Linked DNA regions of Pan troglodytes: region 1 is linked to region 2. The links are chromatin contacts, called in public Hi-C maps. All regions are on one chromosome and are shown on one strand. The core of a region is the stretch at or near the end of the contact, and the rest is flanking DNA. Distances in the headings are between cores, read along the strand shown. Region 1 has its middle 650 kb from the start of EPHA7. Region 2 holds the start of EPHA7 (EPH receptor A7).

The links. Hi-C and Micro-C count contacts between places; a contact is called where the count stands out from the background.
Region 1: a contact with region 2 is called in a Hi-C map of induced pluripotent stem cells, with 1.6 times the contacts expected there. The contact joins the enhancer-like site here to the promoter of EPHA7 in region 2. A contact is called at or near these places in 2 of 7 Hi-C or Micro-C datasets (induced pluripotent stem cells and stem cell-derived neural progenitor cells) and 1 of 1 datasets of contacts at active chromatin or transcription factors (stem cell-derived excitatory neurons).

What each region holds. Positions count from the first base shown.
Region 1 is chr5:106,084,147-106,087,821 of NHGRI_mPanTro3-v2.0_pri, reverse strand. No RefSeq gene overlaps it. Among named protein-coding and RNA genes, the nearest start is that of EPHA7, 650 kb to the right of the region's middle. Within about 2 kb of position 2,416, at least 2 of the 24 cell types and tissues checked have an H3K27ac peak or open chromatin away from gene starts, as enhancers often do. A contact at or near this core is called in induced pluripotent stem cells, where this site is marked.
Region 2 is chr5:105,436,871-105,440,526 of NHGRI_mPanTro3-v2.0_pri, reverse strand. It overlaps EPHA7 (EPH receptor A7), which reads left to right and starts at 1,369. Exons shown (of 17, transcript XM_054686144.2): 1 at 1,369-2,002. The coding sequence starts at 1,906. The region is part of intron 1 of LOC134810341 (a long non-coding RNA gene); the gene reads right to left.

The DNA.
Region 1 (3,675 bases), core at 1,167-3,666, 650 kb before region 2:
TTTCTTAATTGTTGTGCTTCATCAGAAGGAAAACTGTGATTTTTTTTTTCATGGCTTGTGCTCCTTCATGGGAAAATTAAAAATTATTATAAAAACCTAAAAGCAAATCAAAACAAAACAAAACAAAACAAAGTTTGAGTTATGTTACTTTTATAAAAGGAAACTAATGATGGGAAATGGAAAACTTAAAAATATTTTTTTCTTCGCCAAAATGTATACGAAGAAATATATGAATAAACATATAAGTATAATTCTTAGAACTTATATTTTATATGTTATCTTTTTTTTTTTCCTTGAGAGATATGAATAACTCACTCTGGCCTGTAATATGTAATATTGAATGTATTAAATATAACATGATTATAACACTTATGTTGATATAAGTTTAGGAATGCATTTTGAATTGTTTAATTATATTATTACTTTAGCTCTATTTGAAAATACTGAAATATTTTTTAAACATTCAAACTTTATGATTAATGGTCTTTATATTTTAACATAAGATATTTATTCTAAATCAGCTGCTGGTAGACATTATTTTTCAAGGGCCTGATGGTAAATGTGTAGGGTTTGGTAGCCATACAGTCTCAATCATTCAACACTGCCTTTATAGCACAAAAGAAGCCACAGATAATATGTACATGAATATGTTCAAATAAAACTTTACAAAAACAGGAAGCTTACCGGATTGGGCTTATGGTCCTTAGTTTTTCAGCCCTTTTTCAGACTAATTTTTATTTGCAGATAAATTTTAAAAATAAATTATTTTAAAATCTAAATTAGTTCCTTCCTGAGTAACACAAGCTTAAATACACATAAAGATGTATTTATCCAACTTCCAGGAAGAAAATGCTCATTTGGTCTGGTTTGTCCAGACTGGCATCTAAAACTAGATCATTCCCAAGTCTCCAGTATCTTGGATTGTGCAACTCTGACTTAAGTATCCCATGAGTTAAAATAATACAATACAACAGCAAAATAATACAAAGTTTACAACCCTTATTTCCATGGGCAATTTCATTTTATTTGATTCAATGAGAAGAGGATTTGAACGTTGCTTAGCTTGACATGTACACTTGTACCAATTACTGACCCCCAAAATATTTAAAGAGGCTTCTTATATACCTCTGAATTACTGCTTCTAGCCTAATTTGTTTCTTTCCTCTGAGCAATTTATAAAATATAAACCATTTTTGCCTTTTTCAAACTAGTTTTTCTTGTACACATATTAGGTATTTGTTGATTGTAACCTGGATTATTTAGTTTACAAAGTGTTTGCTGTTATCATTGGTATATTTAGCAGATTACACATCCCTGAGATACACCCAAATTTTTTAAATGAGCATTTTAGTGTATCTTATTTATTTCCAGAAAGATTCTTCAAGCTCTATTAGGGGAAAGGGCTTTGTTTCAATATAAATCATATTTGTGTGCTATAACAATAACATAATGGTAATAATAATGTTATTTGAATTTAAATCAAACAAGTCAATTGTAATTAAAGTTTATTTGTTTAACTGACTAGTTTGGCCTAATGTCTAATTTTAATTCTGCTATTTATAATGAATAGATAGGAGTTTCAAAGAAAGACAGGGTTACTGATATGAATAAATGATTCTTATATTTTTCTATGCAGACTGATGTAAATTAATACTGAACCTAAAATTTTACAGAAATGTAAATCACTAGCTACCATTTATGTGGTGATTCCTATTAAAGTCCTATTCTGTATAGAATGAATGGTAAACTGGTAATGCACTGAAGCGTGCTCAGTCCCCAAATGTACTGCAGATACTGGGTTACACAACCAAAAATTACTATTAAGACACAATGACTTCCGCAAATAAAAACAGATAAGAGGGGAGGAAATGTTGCCAGAATTGGTTACATTGTATTAATCCACTTAAATCTCGTACATTTAAAAAGAATTTCTATGTCTTTAGGAAGCCTTTAACAACATTTCTGGCTTCGTTGGGACTCCCAAAGAGCTATGTGGTAGCAATAAAAAGCTCTTTACCACAGGGATCCCTACAATTAAGAGAAGCAGAGATTGTACACGTTTGCTAGTTTTGAAATATTAGCTTGCCTCCTACTTAAATCCAAACAAAAGCACACTATGGCTCTAGGTCAGCCCAATACAGACAAGACCCGAGCTCTGATTTGCCCCATACAAGGAACTATAATGGAGTGGAAGCAGCAGCTACTTAATATATGAGTTAAAATTACCCGTGACTGAAATGAGCACATCAATCAAAAGTTTTGGCATGTAATGAGCCAAACAAACCAGTGTGGTGAGCTTGAAGGCAGGAAAAGCCTCTATTCTGTATTCAAAAGTTTTCAAATTACCATGACATCCCTTTGCATACACCACCCGACTTCCAGCAGGTGGATTTTCGAGGCATTGTGCTTGGAACACAAAGATGGATCAACTAAGAGCATTTGAGATAGTTTCCTGTTTTGTGTTCAGAAAACTAGGTCTGCATAAAGCCTCCCGGATTCTTAGCATTTTTTAGGTGTTGGGCAAGGGATAAATATACATGACTGAGAACAGAAAATTAAACAGTGATGGAACAGAAACAGCTATAATTGCTGATATATGTTTCATGTAAAAATTGCACATCCATTCTGACCATCTCAGCATAAATGTAACTTGTTAATTTAGGTAATTCCACTTCAAAGTGCTACCATGTCTTGTTGTCTTTATCAATTTCAATTAATTTCTAAATATCTTGAAAAATTAAGGGAGCCTTTCTTAATAATTATATGTTTAAGCAGCAGTTTTCTGCTAGCATGTCTAGACAGACTGTACAGTACAGAGTAATTGTAGTATACATCTCATTTCTCACTCCTGATTTCAGTTAGTAATCTGAACGTATTATGCCCATAGCTCTGCATAATCACTTCCAACTACAGTTTCTTTGAGAAGCAACTACAGAAAACCCAGAAGTAGAATTTTATTCAATAAGTATGAATGTGCGGAAATATTACTACATAATTCTATCAGTTTTCTAGTTTTATTTAACCACAGCATAATGCAAAGAATTGTGGCATTTTATTTCCTTCGAATATTGTATCCATTGTTCATTTTATTAACTAATCATTTAAAATAACTCAGTTTTAACTTATTATTAAGATATTTTAGAAAACATAACTTCCAAACTATTATAATCACAGAGTAATAGAGTCATGTCTGTCTAACTACAAAGAAAACTAGGAATCTTCTAGGTGCAAAATACATGATAAAATGTTTTTGTTAGAGGGTTAGAGAGTAAATGAACTTTGTTAATTCAGTGGCGAATGAAAATTGTTAAGTAGTTCTATGTTAATTCTATAAAACTGGCTGGTAAATGAAGAGTGTAGTTCAATAAGTCTATGGTTATACCACCCTGAACGTGCCTGATCTCATCTAAATGGACCTTTGACAGAAAAAAAGAAAAAAACACTATGTTTCTGAAATTATTACCCACTAAATTGACTAGCTGAGATGACTTCAGGAAAGCATATAAATGACTTCAGCTATCAATGTTTCAGACTTGGAATGATAATTTCCTCCCGTAGCGCCTCTTTTTTTATTTTTTCTCTTGTTCTTCAATAATTGTGTGTTATAATTATTTAAAAATATATATGCCTAAGAGGTCCAGGATATGTATAACTTCTGTTAATAAGAGTGCCAGG
Region 2 (3,656 bases), core at 120-2,619:
AAGGTTAATCTATTACGTATTTACATTTTCTATGCATCCTTTAAGGGACACTGAAGATGCTTTTTGATACACTTTCTAAAATATTAAATAGGCATAATGGCTAGGAATATGTAACATTTAAGAAATGTTTCAGAAACTACAGAATCAAAGAGGTTTAAAGAATAAATTTCATATCTCTCTTCCATGTTATTTTATTAGGCAAATAAAAACTACAGGAGACAATTTAACATAAAATACAAATAAATATCTGGGGGTTGTCATCTTAGAGAACTCCCTACTATAAACAGCAGAAACAACTCAATTTACTTTATATTTCCAGATAGAAAGGTTGGAAAAAGTTTGGAGCCTTATGTGAGATCAAACTTTGGATCTATCGGAAATAAAAGGAAATCATAAATGACTGAGAAATATTTTTAAAGGAAGAAATTATAGGACAAAAAAAGAAATTCATCTTAAATATGTGATCAAGTTACTCTGTGTGACCTTTGAAATTGAAGATTTGGCAATTAAAATTTTAAAGTTCTTCCTCTTATTACCTACCTCTTGAATACAAAGTGTCCGAAACTGCCTAATGGAAAACAGATTTCCCTACGCAGCCTTCCTTGCCGTTCGGGTTGAATGAATTCAACTGGAGATATTGGTTATGACTTTTTTTATTCTTAGTTTCTCTTTGAAAGATAAGCATTGAATAATTCCTGAAAATGGTAAATACTTGCGAAGAGAAAGGTCTTGTTTTATGAATTTAATACGTAGTGGCATTCTTTAAAATTAAGTGTAATTTACGCAGCGAAATGGAAAACTATCAAAGTGGAGGCAATCCAAGGAAAACCTTAGAAAATGATAAACGCGTAAAAAAACGATACGCAACCATCAGAAGGTTCTCTCCTAATGTCTCACTTCGCTCAACAAACTATGGTGAAAAGACAGGGCGGAGGAGAAGGGGCGCTTAAAACAAAAGACTTCCTTTCCCACTCCCTTTTCCTCTGTTTCTTTTGCCAGAGCTTGTTGCAAACTCTTGGAAACATTGTTTAAACATAATACACTTGGTTACTTTATTCTTTCAGGGATTGTGGTGGGTGGTACCTAAAACTGACGGCTCTTGGAGTAACAGAAAAAGAGAAGTAGAAACTTTTCAAAAAGGCAAAAAACAAAGTTACCCTGCCCGCGGAGGTTCTAACAACAAAAAAGTAAAACACACTTTACTTAAAGGCACAGCTCATTTCACTGTCCGGGCTCCGTGCTTGGTAGCTGAGAGAAGGCTTGCTTCGCCTCTGGTTTCTAAAAGATCGCGCGGAGTACAGCTATAGAAAAGAGTGTAAGTTGGGAGCGTGATTCTCAGATTTATTCTGCTACGCGAAAGCTGCGGTTGCTAAAAGCAGAGCGTCCAAAGCAGCACACACCTCGGCTGCCATCCTCGTTCTCCTCTGAACATCCAGCGCGAGCTCAGAACCTGGAGGGAATCCTGGACCAGCAACCTGACTCCGCTCGGCACCGATTGGCTCCTGCCTCGGACCCCGCCCCCGAGGCCGGGGCGGCCATTTCGCCGGGACCCGCCCCTTGGCCCTGGGAATCGCCTCCTGGCAGGCCGGCTGTGCCTGCCACTCAGCCCGAGTGGCGGAGGCTCTCGACTCGGAGCCCCGCCCCCTCCCCCCCTAATTGATATTATTGGAGTGTGGAGCAAGCGGCCGGTCTGCAGTCGGAGACTTGCAGGCAGCAAACACGGTGCGAGCGAACAGGAGTGGGGGGGAAATTAAAAAAAGCTAAACGTGGAGCAGCCGATCGGGGACCGAGAAGGGGAATCGATGCAAGGAGCACAATAAAACAAAAGCTACTTCGGAACAAACAGCATTTAAAAATCCACGACTCAAGATAACTGAAACCTAAAATAAAACCTGCTCATGCACCATGGTTTTTCAAACTCGGTACCCTTCATGGATTATTTTATGCTACATCTGGCTGCTCCGCTTTGCACACACAGGGGAGGCGCAGGCTGCGAAGGAAGGTAAGGTGATGGGAAAGCAAAGTTTGTTCTGACTTATTTATTTAGATGTCTACCTGCACAAGCCAGCTCGTCCGCGGCGCTGCCGGCCGCGCCTCCGGCGCCGGGCGACCCTCCCCCGCCGGCTCCCCGCCCCCTCACCGCTGAGGCCGCTCCTGGCGGACCAGCGAGCGCGAGCCAGGGCTGTTCCTAGCCGCCTACAGCCCTGTGCCCGGAGCCGTCCATCCGACGGGTGCGGGATTTCTGGCGCGGGCAGTCTGGAGGGCGTGAGCAGCAACGGGGGTAGGGTGGGGTTGGAGGAACTGCCGGCGAGCTTATTTCTTAGTACCTCAGGCGGGTCACATCTCTCTCTAGCTCGGTCTTCCTTCTCTCCTTATTCGCCTTCTGTGGGAGCTGCGGCCAGAGTTGGGTTGGAGACTGGGAAATGCAGCCCCTACCGTCTCCGCCAGCCCGCCGGCGAGTGGCGGGAGCCCGGAGCCTTCCCAGAGGGACCGAGACTTCGATGAGCTCGGAAAGCTCGGGTTACTAATGAAGTGCTCACTGCGTCGGAGGCGGCGGCGCGGTCCTGAGGTTGGCGCTCGGCCGCCAGCACGGAACAATAACGCCGCGGAGGTGAAGCGCGGCGTGCGGCGCGCGACCCGAGGGCCGGGGATGTCTCCATTCAGCGCGCGCTGCGCGTCGGGCCCAGCGGTCATGGGGGCAGCGGCAGCCCAGCGGGCTTGGCCGGGCCGTGGAGGCAGGGGGCGGGCTGGAGCTGTGCAATTTGTAAGGAGATGCCGCCTGGGCGACTCAAAGTCCCCAATTATTTGCCCCATAGTGCAGCAATTGAGGAATCCGAGTGCCCAATCCTTGCTAAAGACCTGAACCCTGAGGGTTGGTTCTGGTAGGAGAAGGCAGGTTTTATTTGGCAAGCTGTTACAGGTACGCCTGTATATGGTTATGTTTTCCTTCTTTGAACCTTTGACAGAAGGTAAAATACCTTTCGGTGCCTGTAGTTGGAGCTGGGGAAAAATAAACCCTGTCAATGGAAGTCTCTTGCTTTTGAGCAGTGTCACAATCCCATCCCCAACCCCCCTCATCCCGTCGCCCCCCTGGTCTTTCAGGCTGTGTATCTAAGTTTCATTTTTTGATCTGTTAAAAGCAGAAGAGAAATAATTGCTTATTCCTGATGTGTAGAGGGAGAGGAATCTGTTATGAAATTTAGGTCATGGTGGTTATCGGGCGGGGTGTTGAGGGGACTTACATATAGGTCCTTGATTCATCTATTTCTGAAAACTTAGTGCACCTTTTCTTTATTCTTATCGTGCACTCCTCTTAGTTCGCTCAAGCCCCCCTCCAACCCGGCGCCACATTCTAGTCCTACTTTCAGCCTGACCTTCTGACCCCACTTTCCACATCTGCAACCTGTATAGATGCTGAACCCATTCAGAGAACCCCGTGCCTCCAAGCTGGCGGTTACGCGTTTGCAGAAGGACGGACATCTGCTAGAAACGCACGCTCATCCCCTCCAAAACCACATTTCTACTCCCCTGACGTTAGCGATCAGAAACCTTCAGCCCTGGCATACTGTGATTCCTCTGGAATAGCGGACCAGAGGAAAAGTTTGCACCGCCGCGGCGAAACCCCGCGCGCGAACACACGCAGACTCGGGCTGGAG